Regions from separate parts of the Sus scrofa genome. Here regions 1 and 2 are each linked to region 3. Evidence: chromatin contacts called from public Hi-C and HiChIP or PLAC-seq data. All regions are on one chromosome and are shown on one strand. Each heading gives the region's core, a stretch centred on a gene start, on an enhancer-like site or on the middle of the called end of the contact. The rest is flanking DNA. Distances are from core to core; before and after follow the strand shown. Region 1 has its middle 47 kb from the start of FYN. Region 2 has its middle 24 kb from the start of FYN. Region 3 has its middle 59 kb from the start of WISP3.

Evidence for each region. A called contact is a pair of places that touch in the nucleus more often than the background predicts. HiChIP or PLAC-seq counts read pairs in DNA pulled down with a chosen protein or histone mark.
Region 1: a contact with region 3 is called in a Hi-C map of retroperitoneal adipose tissue, with 1.8 times the contacts expected there. The contact joins two enhancer-like sites. A contact is called at or near these places in 7 of 47 Hi-C or Micro-C datasets (embryonic fibroblasts, fibroblasts, heart right ventricle and 3 more) and 2 of 2 datasets of contacts at active chromatin or transcription factors (alveolar macrophages and skeletal muscle).
Region 2: a contact with region 3 is called in an H3K27ac HiChIP or PLAC-seq map of skeletal muscle. The contact joins two enhancer-like sites. A contact is called at or near these places in 1 of 47 Hi-C or Micro-C datasets (embryonic fibroblasts) and 2 of 2 datasets of contacts at active chromatin or transcription factors (alveolar macrophages and skeletal muscle).

The regions. Positions count from the first base shown.
Region 1 is chr1:77,688,056-77,690,755 of Sscrofa11.1, forward strand. It overlaps a transcript of FYN not described here. Among named protein-coding and RNA genes, the nearest start is that of FYN, 47 kb to the left of the region's middle. Within about 2 kb of position 1,321, at least 19 of the 83 cell types and tissues checked have an H3K27ac peak or open chromatin away from gene starts, as enhancers often do. A contact at or near this core is called in retroperitoneal adipose tissue, where this site is marked.
Region 2 is chr1:77,665,385-77,668,084 of Sscrofa11.1, forward strand. It overlaps a transcript of FYN not described here. Among named protein-coding and RNA genes, the nearest start is that of FYN, 24 kb to the left of the region's middle. Within about 2 kb of position 1,422, at least 15 of the 83 cell types and tissues checked have an H3K27ac peak or open chromatin away from gene starts, as enhancers often do. A contact at or near this core is called in skeletal muscle, where this site is marked.
Region 3 is chr1:77,945,039-77,947,738 of Sscrofa11.1, forward strand. No RefSeq gene overlaps it. Among named protein-coding and RNA genes, the nearest start is that of WISP3, 59 kb to the right of the region's middle. Within about 2 kb of position 1,328, at least 13 of the 83 cell types and tissues checked have an H3K27ac peak or open chromatin away from gene starts, as enhancers often do. A contact at or near this core is called in retroperitoneal adipose tissue and skeletal muscle, where this site is marked.

The DNA of each region.
Region 1 (2,700 bases), core at 71-2,570, 260 kb before region 3:
TTTAAATTCAAAGCACCACCTGATCCAACTGAGACCCCTAAACTCTTATTCTGTATTTGGCTATATCTATCAGCAATGGGGCTCGGTCTGCTGGTGTTTTTAACAGTCGTAGAGAAGCATGCAACAACACATCCAATTCTTTTCTTCTTGGGGGTTGATTAACTGCTTTTGAGGGAGTGACACTACAAATAAGATGAAACTTCATAAGGAATTTCCTATATGCATTTGGATTGGCCTAGGCAAGTCACTTCAGGAAAACAAAAGAGTATCAGAAAATACTATGGTATGATGTTGCTTTGTAAAATACATAAAACTTGAATTTATTGGAAACAACCAAAATGAGCAAAAATAGGAGACTGGCTTCTTTTGCGACTAATTAAATAAACTATGGTACAGTCCTATAATGGACTAGGATACAGCACTAAAATCGTATTGTCAATTTATTAACCTAGAAAAATATTCTTGGTTTATTGTCAAGTTTAAAAACAAGGTATAAAGCGTTAAAAGTAAAATTTGAAAGTAGTTTTAATAATTTACAAATTTGTATTGGGAAAGCGTATTGAACAAAATACTAACAATGTGCCTACTGTCTCTGTGTGATGGAATAAAAGGTGGCTTTTGTTTTGTTCTTTGTGATTTCATTATTTCCTAAGTTCTTGACACTGGGTGGGGGGGTGTGCTAACGGATATTATTTTAAAAAGTCATCATAAGGAAAATACCTAGAGTTTCCAAAGGTCTAAAACACAAACTTTGTTTCATGGCAGCCAAAACAACCAATAAGAACAGTGTCCTACCGACAGCCTTACTAGAGAATATTCTTTCTTGCTGTTTGTTCTGCCTCCTGGAGAGGCAGTATCTGGCCTCCAGGAGACAAGGAAAAGGTTCGGTGCCCAGCCTAAGGCGGCATCTACTTCCCTTAGTTTACTCTCACACCATCAGTGACATCCAACCTAGTTCAGCTCGTGGGGTGGCAGGACATCAACAAGAATGCTGGGCATAAACAACAATTCCATTTGCTACCTTCAGTGCCCTGCTCAGCCATGTTGCCAGCCTGGCTTCCACGCCTTCCACACTGGCGCTCCCTGGCCCCCCGCTCCCATATCTCTGCCAGCATCTCCCACTGGCCCAACACAATCCCACCCACGATGGTACACAGCTCCACGCAACTTGCCCACGCTCTCCCCATGTGTCCTCCACGTGCCAAGCCCTCGCCAGTCTCACCCTCCAAGGAGCCTTCCTCAGCAAATCAGGTTACACTGGTCCCCGAGCCTCTCCATTCCTGGGCTTGTCCCCAGCCCTTGGTCATTTGGGGGTGGGGCATTCACATTATTTCACTATTTCCTGTGTGTGGGAGAGTCTCTTAAGGGAGAGGGCCAAGTCCTGTATCTTGCTGACTCTCCCCATCGCCTTCTCTAGCTCCTACTGCTGCAATATGGTGGGGTTTTAAATCCAGAAGACACTTTCCAGGCAGAGTGACTTCACCAGCACTTTTCCCCACAATTTTATGAGCAACCTCTTTCTTCTTGTCTGCTTGGTGGCCTTCCCCCCCACCCCCAATTCCTCCTTGTCCCATCTTGAGCGGAGAATGGCATGTTCCCTACTCACCCTTTGCAGCCTATATCTACATGATTTCCTGATATCTTGAGCTCTCCTTCAGCTGCCCTAGAGGACTGGTAAGTCCCAAGTGCAGAAGATCACGTCCTCTCGCCCCAGGCAGCCAGGTAGCCCGAGGCTGCTGCACCCTCTGTGCCTTCATTTATTCACCCACCTATCCAACACCTAGTCACCCAGTGCCTGCTGTGTGCTGTCACATAAACCCATAGTTGTAGGTCTTCTTTCCTCAGCTAGATTGGGAACCCTCTGATGGCAAGGGTTGTCTGCTACAATATTTAAATGCCACCAGAAAACCCGTGTGCTCATAAAGTGTTTAAAAAACATATAACTGATTGACTGAAACGAGAAAGAGAAAAGGAACAAGGCAGAAGCTTACAGATTTCGATCTACCACCCTCCCCTTCATGGTGTGACTACAGAGATGGTGTAAAGACAGGAAAAACACTGACTAGCAGAGTGAGCACAGCCGTCATTTTTTTTCTGAGCCTCTGCCCAGACCAAATGAAATGGTGATGTATGCGAAAGCGCCTAAGTTGCAGAATATTTTACAAATACAAAGCGACGACACCACCATCGTGAAAATGCATCATCCATACCCCGGTGTGGAAAGTTTGACTCCAAACAATAAGCAACAAAGTCACCCTGTCTTGCACATGCCTGCAACCAGGAGCAAAAACACACGACTTGGGAAAAAGAGCTGACAGCCTGACAAAACCCAAATGGAAAATAAAAATGAGCAAGAACAGCCACACACCAAAGAGAGCAAGCCTGCACTGCTTGGAGGAAGAAATCCTCTAACTGCCTCCACATGCCTGCTCGCTTCCATCTGCTTGCATTCAAGCCCAAGTCCCAGGAAGAAGAGAAATGCGAACCAAGTGCCTGGATGGCTGCAGCAGGCAGGACCCACTGGGATCGCGGAGGTGCACAAGCAAGGCTAAGCTGCAAGTCCAACAACAGATTTACTGTCTGTTATGCAAAACTAAGCAAACACTCTCTCCCGGTTGCAAGACGACATGAAAGAATAAGAGACGTCGTCTTCGGGAGGAAGGCGGCAGCAGTGTGCGTGTGTGGGCAGGAATGCTGCAG
Region 2 (2,700 bases), core at 172-2,671, 280 kb before region 3:
GCCCTTGTCTTATCACCCTGTTTTATTTCCTTCATAGCACTTAACACTACCAGAAATGACCTTATTTAATTACTTATTTTCTTGTTTACTGGTCCCCCCCTCCACCCCCAGGAGAATGAAAGCTCCGTGGGGGCTTTTCCTAACTGTTCACGGTGTATCCACAGAGCCCCAAACTGCCTGGCATAGAGTGACACCCAGGAGATTGATGCTGAATGAACTGGGGAGATGCTTATGGTCTATATACATATACATGTGTATTCACATTAAAAAAAAAAAAAAAAAAGGACTGGGAGCACACAGCACAAAAAACATCTCTGGATGCTGAGATTCTGGATGGTTCTCAGTTTCCTGATTCTGCTTACTTTCATTTTGTGCAATGACAAATGTGCTACTTTAGAAATAATGAAAACACAGTTGTCTTACTCTACTTTTTAGAAAAGGTCACTAAGAAAATGCTGCTTGGACACAGCTGGATTGAGACCAGACCACAAGATGCCAGAAATGGACGAGATCTCAGAGGATGATGGGGTGGCGAGGCCCAGCCTGGAGAAATGGCTGCTGGCTTATGCAACAGAATACGAAAGACGCTAGTCTGCTGTTCTTAGCACCACACCAGTGGTTCTCAAACTTCATGTGAGAATGGTCTGGAACCCTTGTGCATACACAGGCTGAGGGGCCTCGCTGCAAAGTTTCTGCATCAGTAAGTTTGGGGTGGGGCCTGGGAACATGCATTTGTGACACGTGCCCAGATGATTCCAGAACTGCTGGTCCAGGGTGGCACTTTGAGAACCATGAGGCTAGGCCCTGCTGCCTCTCATGACTCCCATAGAACTTATTCTCCCTTATTCTTTTTGTAGGAATGATAGTGGTTAAAACAATACCTCCCACCAAAGAATTCATAGGAAACCTTATCTTTTAGGCTTCCTCCCAGAAGTTTCCACTGAAAAGAAGGAAAGGGAACAGGGATAAACAATTTTGAGACCCTGCTGTACACCAGGCATTGTGCTAGGTCTCTACATTTTCTTTGTTTGATCCATTTTACTGTAGAAAACCTAAACTGATTAAGGAATTTGCCCAAGAGCACACTGCGAGGAAGTGATGAGGTCAGGTTTCAAATTCATGTCTCTTTGACTATAACGACCATTCTCCAGCCTTCAGAACAGAATGAGGAGCTATCACGTGTGGCATTCAGAGGGGCAAATCAACGCCTCCCAGCATGGAAACAAACACCCGCAAAAAACAATAACATGATGTTACTCTCCCAACAATATGGAAGGTGGACACACCAGTGTTAACAGCCAGCCTTTCCTCTGGGCCTGAAGCCAGGGTTAATTCACTGACACGATATTCTGGAACTTCCAACCCCAGAGTAAAGATGATTTGAGTTGATGCCCAGCTCACTGCAAGTCATCTGTGACATAAGTGGGAGAGGGAGGATTTCTCATCGATGTCAGCTTCCAACAAAGGGAAGAATTAATTCCCACATGTTCTGTGGTGCAAGAACCTAACGGACCTTGTGGTTGAACAGAACTGTCCCACTGTTTGAGGAACTGGAATTGAAATCAAAGGCCAAAAGCCAAATACAAATACAGGAATGTACTATTTGCCATTTCATGTCAAACAAAAACTAGAAACTAGTGATTATTTCCTTTCTTTTAATTTTTTTAAATTAATTTTTTTTTGTTTTTGTTTTTTAATATTTTGTCTTTTTAGGGCTGCAACTGCAGCTAGGGGTCGAATAGGAGTTGTAGCTGCTAATCTACACCACAGCTACAGCAACACGGGATCCAAGCCACATCTGCGACCTACACTACAGCTCAAGGCAATGTCAGATCCTTAACCCATTAAGCAAGGCCAGGGATGGAACCTGTAACCTCATGTATGATCTATTTGTTTTTGCTGAGTCACGATGGGAACTCCCCTTTCCTTTTATTGATGAGGACATGAATAGGGGACAAGACAGTCTGGGTGACAAGGTCACAACACTTAGAAACCCCGACACAGTCAATCAAGTTACACTGTTACACACTGTGGTCACACTTGACTCAAGTTTGAGAAAATTTTATAGCCCGCAATTACAAAGGGACCTGATATTCTTTTAACATCATAGTTTTGAGAGGAATTCCAAATTAAGAACAAAGTTAAACATCAATGGGTCATTTCAGGATTGACAATGAAAAATGTGGTTTTATCTGCTCCTCTGGATTTCTTATTTCACTTTGTGATTCCCCCCACCCCCATATGTTTTATGCCAGATTCCTGAAGCAGCTGCATAAATAGGTTTTACATGAAAACAAAAGGAAATACTTTCTGTGTAATTCTGGCTGTAGGATCAGAGGAATGAGGGCTTCCACCAAGGCAGTTCATAGGGCTGGTCCATTCCCCGAGGACCTTTGGTCCCTCTTCTTTCAGAGGCTCATTTTCTAACTGTGACCATGGAAAGGTCTGTACATTTTGGCTAACAAAGCTGGCCAGTGGAGACCTTGAAAGATAAATGGGTAAGAGGGAACAGGGTAGAGGGGACTTTATTTTTTTTTTTAAGGGTAAGCAGATCCCATAACTGGATACCTAAGAGCAGTTAAAATTTGATATAAGGAGTTCACACTGTGGTGCAGTGGGTTAAGAATCCACAGCAGAGGCTTGGGTTGTTGCAGAGGCATGGGTTCCATCCCTGGCCTGGTGCAGTGCATTAAAGGATCT
Region 3 (2,700 bases), core at 78-2,577:
AATGCCAGATCTTTAACCCACTGAGCGAGGCCAGGGATAACCTTAACTTCATGGTTCCTAGTCGGATTCGTTAACGACAACCACCACGGGAACTCCACGTGCTCTGCCCTCAATGCTGAATCGTACACTGTCTTGTAGCAGTGGCTGCATGTGTCATGACCCTACGTCACCATTTACAGTCAACTTTGGATTCTAGAGTAAAGGACAGAGTGGGAAGGCAGCAAACACTAAATAAACATTCATGACTTGTCTGGAAACAGTACCACCTCTGACTTTTACATCAGCTCCAGCCTCCACATCGCCTTTGGGATCGGTCTGTGTTGGTGGAATGGAAACTTACTAAGTCAGGATTAAAGAAGGAACAGGTGGACATAATTAGGAGAATTAGGAAAGGGATCCTAGGAGTCAGCCAGCCTGCATCCTGGTTCATTGATAATGGGCTTTGATTAGAGTAGTATCCCTGTTTGAGTAGCAGCTCTAGAAATCTCAGCATCAAGAGAGGCTGTGATTGCTTACAGTGTTATCTGCTTTATTGTCATTCTATTCCTTAGCTGTTTTATATTCTGGGCACAGAACCAGCTGGGAAGGATACCAACCCAGTGGCGTCGGTGGTGGTGGCTAGCTGCAGGTACCGTCTGCGTTAAAACCTTAGCTTTTATTCAGGTCCTTCTTATTGTACGTGATGGGTCACCTGGAAAGAAGTGATGCCACTGGGAAGTTGGGGTGGGGAAGGCATCGGGGAGTGTTTAAATGTCACAAGTAATGTAGTACTTTACAACTCTAATTAATGCAAAGCATCTTTAATAATTTGCTTTTTTCTCTTTTTTATACTTCTGTCTGTCTAATGAAGGGCAACGAACTTGCAAGCCTCTGCATCCTGGCACACTCCACCTGGGTGTAACCAAGCCGATTTTCCTGCCGCCAAAGCCTGCAGGTTCTCCCCCTATGGTGGAGATGCGAGGGGGTCCAGCCGGCGGGAGGTGAGGTTGGAGTGTAATGAACAGCGACCTCTAGTGTGTGGTTCAGGACTTGCGTTTGGCTAAGAATACAGAATGAAAGCAGCAGAGCTGGGCATTTCTCAGGAAATTCCCCACAAACAAAGGCGAGATAGACGTTTCTTCACTGTCTTGAAGCTCAGGATTGAAGCGTTGTTTCACTTGCACCGCGCATGATGCTCCGTGCTGGAGATGCTAGTCAAAATGTTGCCTTTTTATTTCTCTGGCGTATTTCCTCCAAATGGATCATTGGAATTTGTTTTTCAAAGCCTCCTGGGTTGCCTTTAGCGTTCACTCAGGATAGCATCAACGTCTCTGACTGTGGGGTGTGGAGGCCCATTGGGGAGAGGATTGAGCTGGGCGGATGGAGAGAGGAGTCAGAACGGGGGCAGGCAATGTGTGGGAACCGTCAGGGGACCCTGATCTTCTTCCTCGTGACAGCGACTTTCAGAGGGTGGCTTCTAGCTATCAGCTATTGAAGACTTCTTTTCCCTGACCTGTTCTCGCCTTGTCTTCTGGAGCCAGGTTCTGTGTCTCAAGGGTGAAGTTCAGGCTAAGTTAGCTCACAGGCTGCTGGCATTCATTCCCTCTGAAGAACAGGTCCATGGGCTGATGTCCAAGCTATCAGGAGCCAGGAGAACAGTCTTCAGAGAAAGGCTAAAATCACAGTTCCTGGCCCATGACTTTGCTGTTTTGTGATGGGAATAGGGGTTTGAGAGTTGGGGAGGGAATACATTTTCCTGTAACTTCAGCCCAGTGAAGGTTCATAGATTCACAGGATATATTTGCAGTAATAATTGGGCTTGCCCTGCTACTACCTTTTAACAAAGCTTCAGTGTGGAAATGCTGCACTTTTGCAGTTGTTTTTAGAGCTGTGAGCACATCGGCATGCTTGGGCTTTCCTGGTTTCATGACTATTTCCTCCTCCCTACATTTTTAGATCAAGGACCTAAGTAGGTTTTTTAAAATTTTATTGAAGTATAGTTGAGTTACAATGTTGTATTAATTTCTGCTGTACAGCAAAGTGATTCAGTCATACATATATATTCTTTTTCATATTCTTTTCCATTATGGTTTATCACAGGATTTTTTTTTTTTTTTTTTTTTTGTCTTTTTGCCCTTTCTAGGGCCACTCTGTGGAGGTTCCCAGGCTAGGGGTTGAATCGGAGCTGTAGCCACCGGCCTACGCCAGAGCTACAGCAACACAGGATCTGAGCCACGTCTGCGACCTACACCACAGCTCAGGGCAACGCTGGATCCTCAACCCACTGAGCAAGGCCAGGGATCGAACATGCAACCTCATAGTTCCCAGTTGGATTCGTTAGCCACTGTGCCACAATGGGAACTCCTATCACAGGATATTGACTATAGTTCCCTGTGCTATACAGTAGGACCTTATTTATCCATTCTATACATAATAGTTTGCATCTACTAATCCCAAACTCCCAATCCTTCCCTTTCCACCCCCACCCTCTTGGCAACCACTGGTCTCTTTTCTCTATACCTGTGAGTCTGTTTTTGTTTTGTGATTTGTGTCATATTTTAGATTCTACATATAAGTGATACCAATGGTATTTGTCTTTCTTTTTCTGACTTACTTCAGTTAGTATGATAATCTGTAGGTCCATCCATGTTGCTGCAAATGGCATTGTTTCATTCTTTTTATGGCTGAATAATATTCCAGTGTGTGTGTGTTCTTCATTGT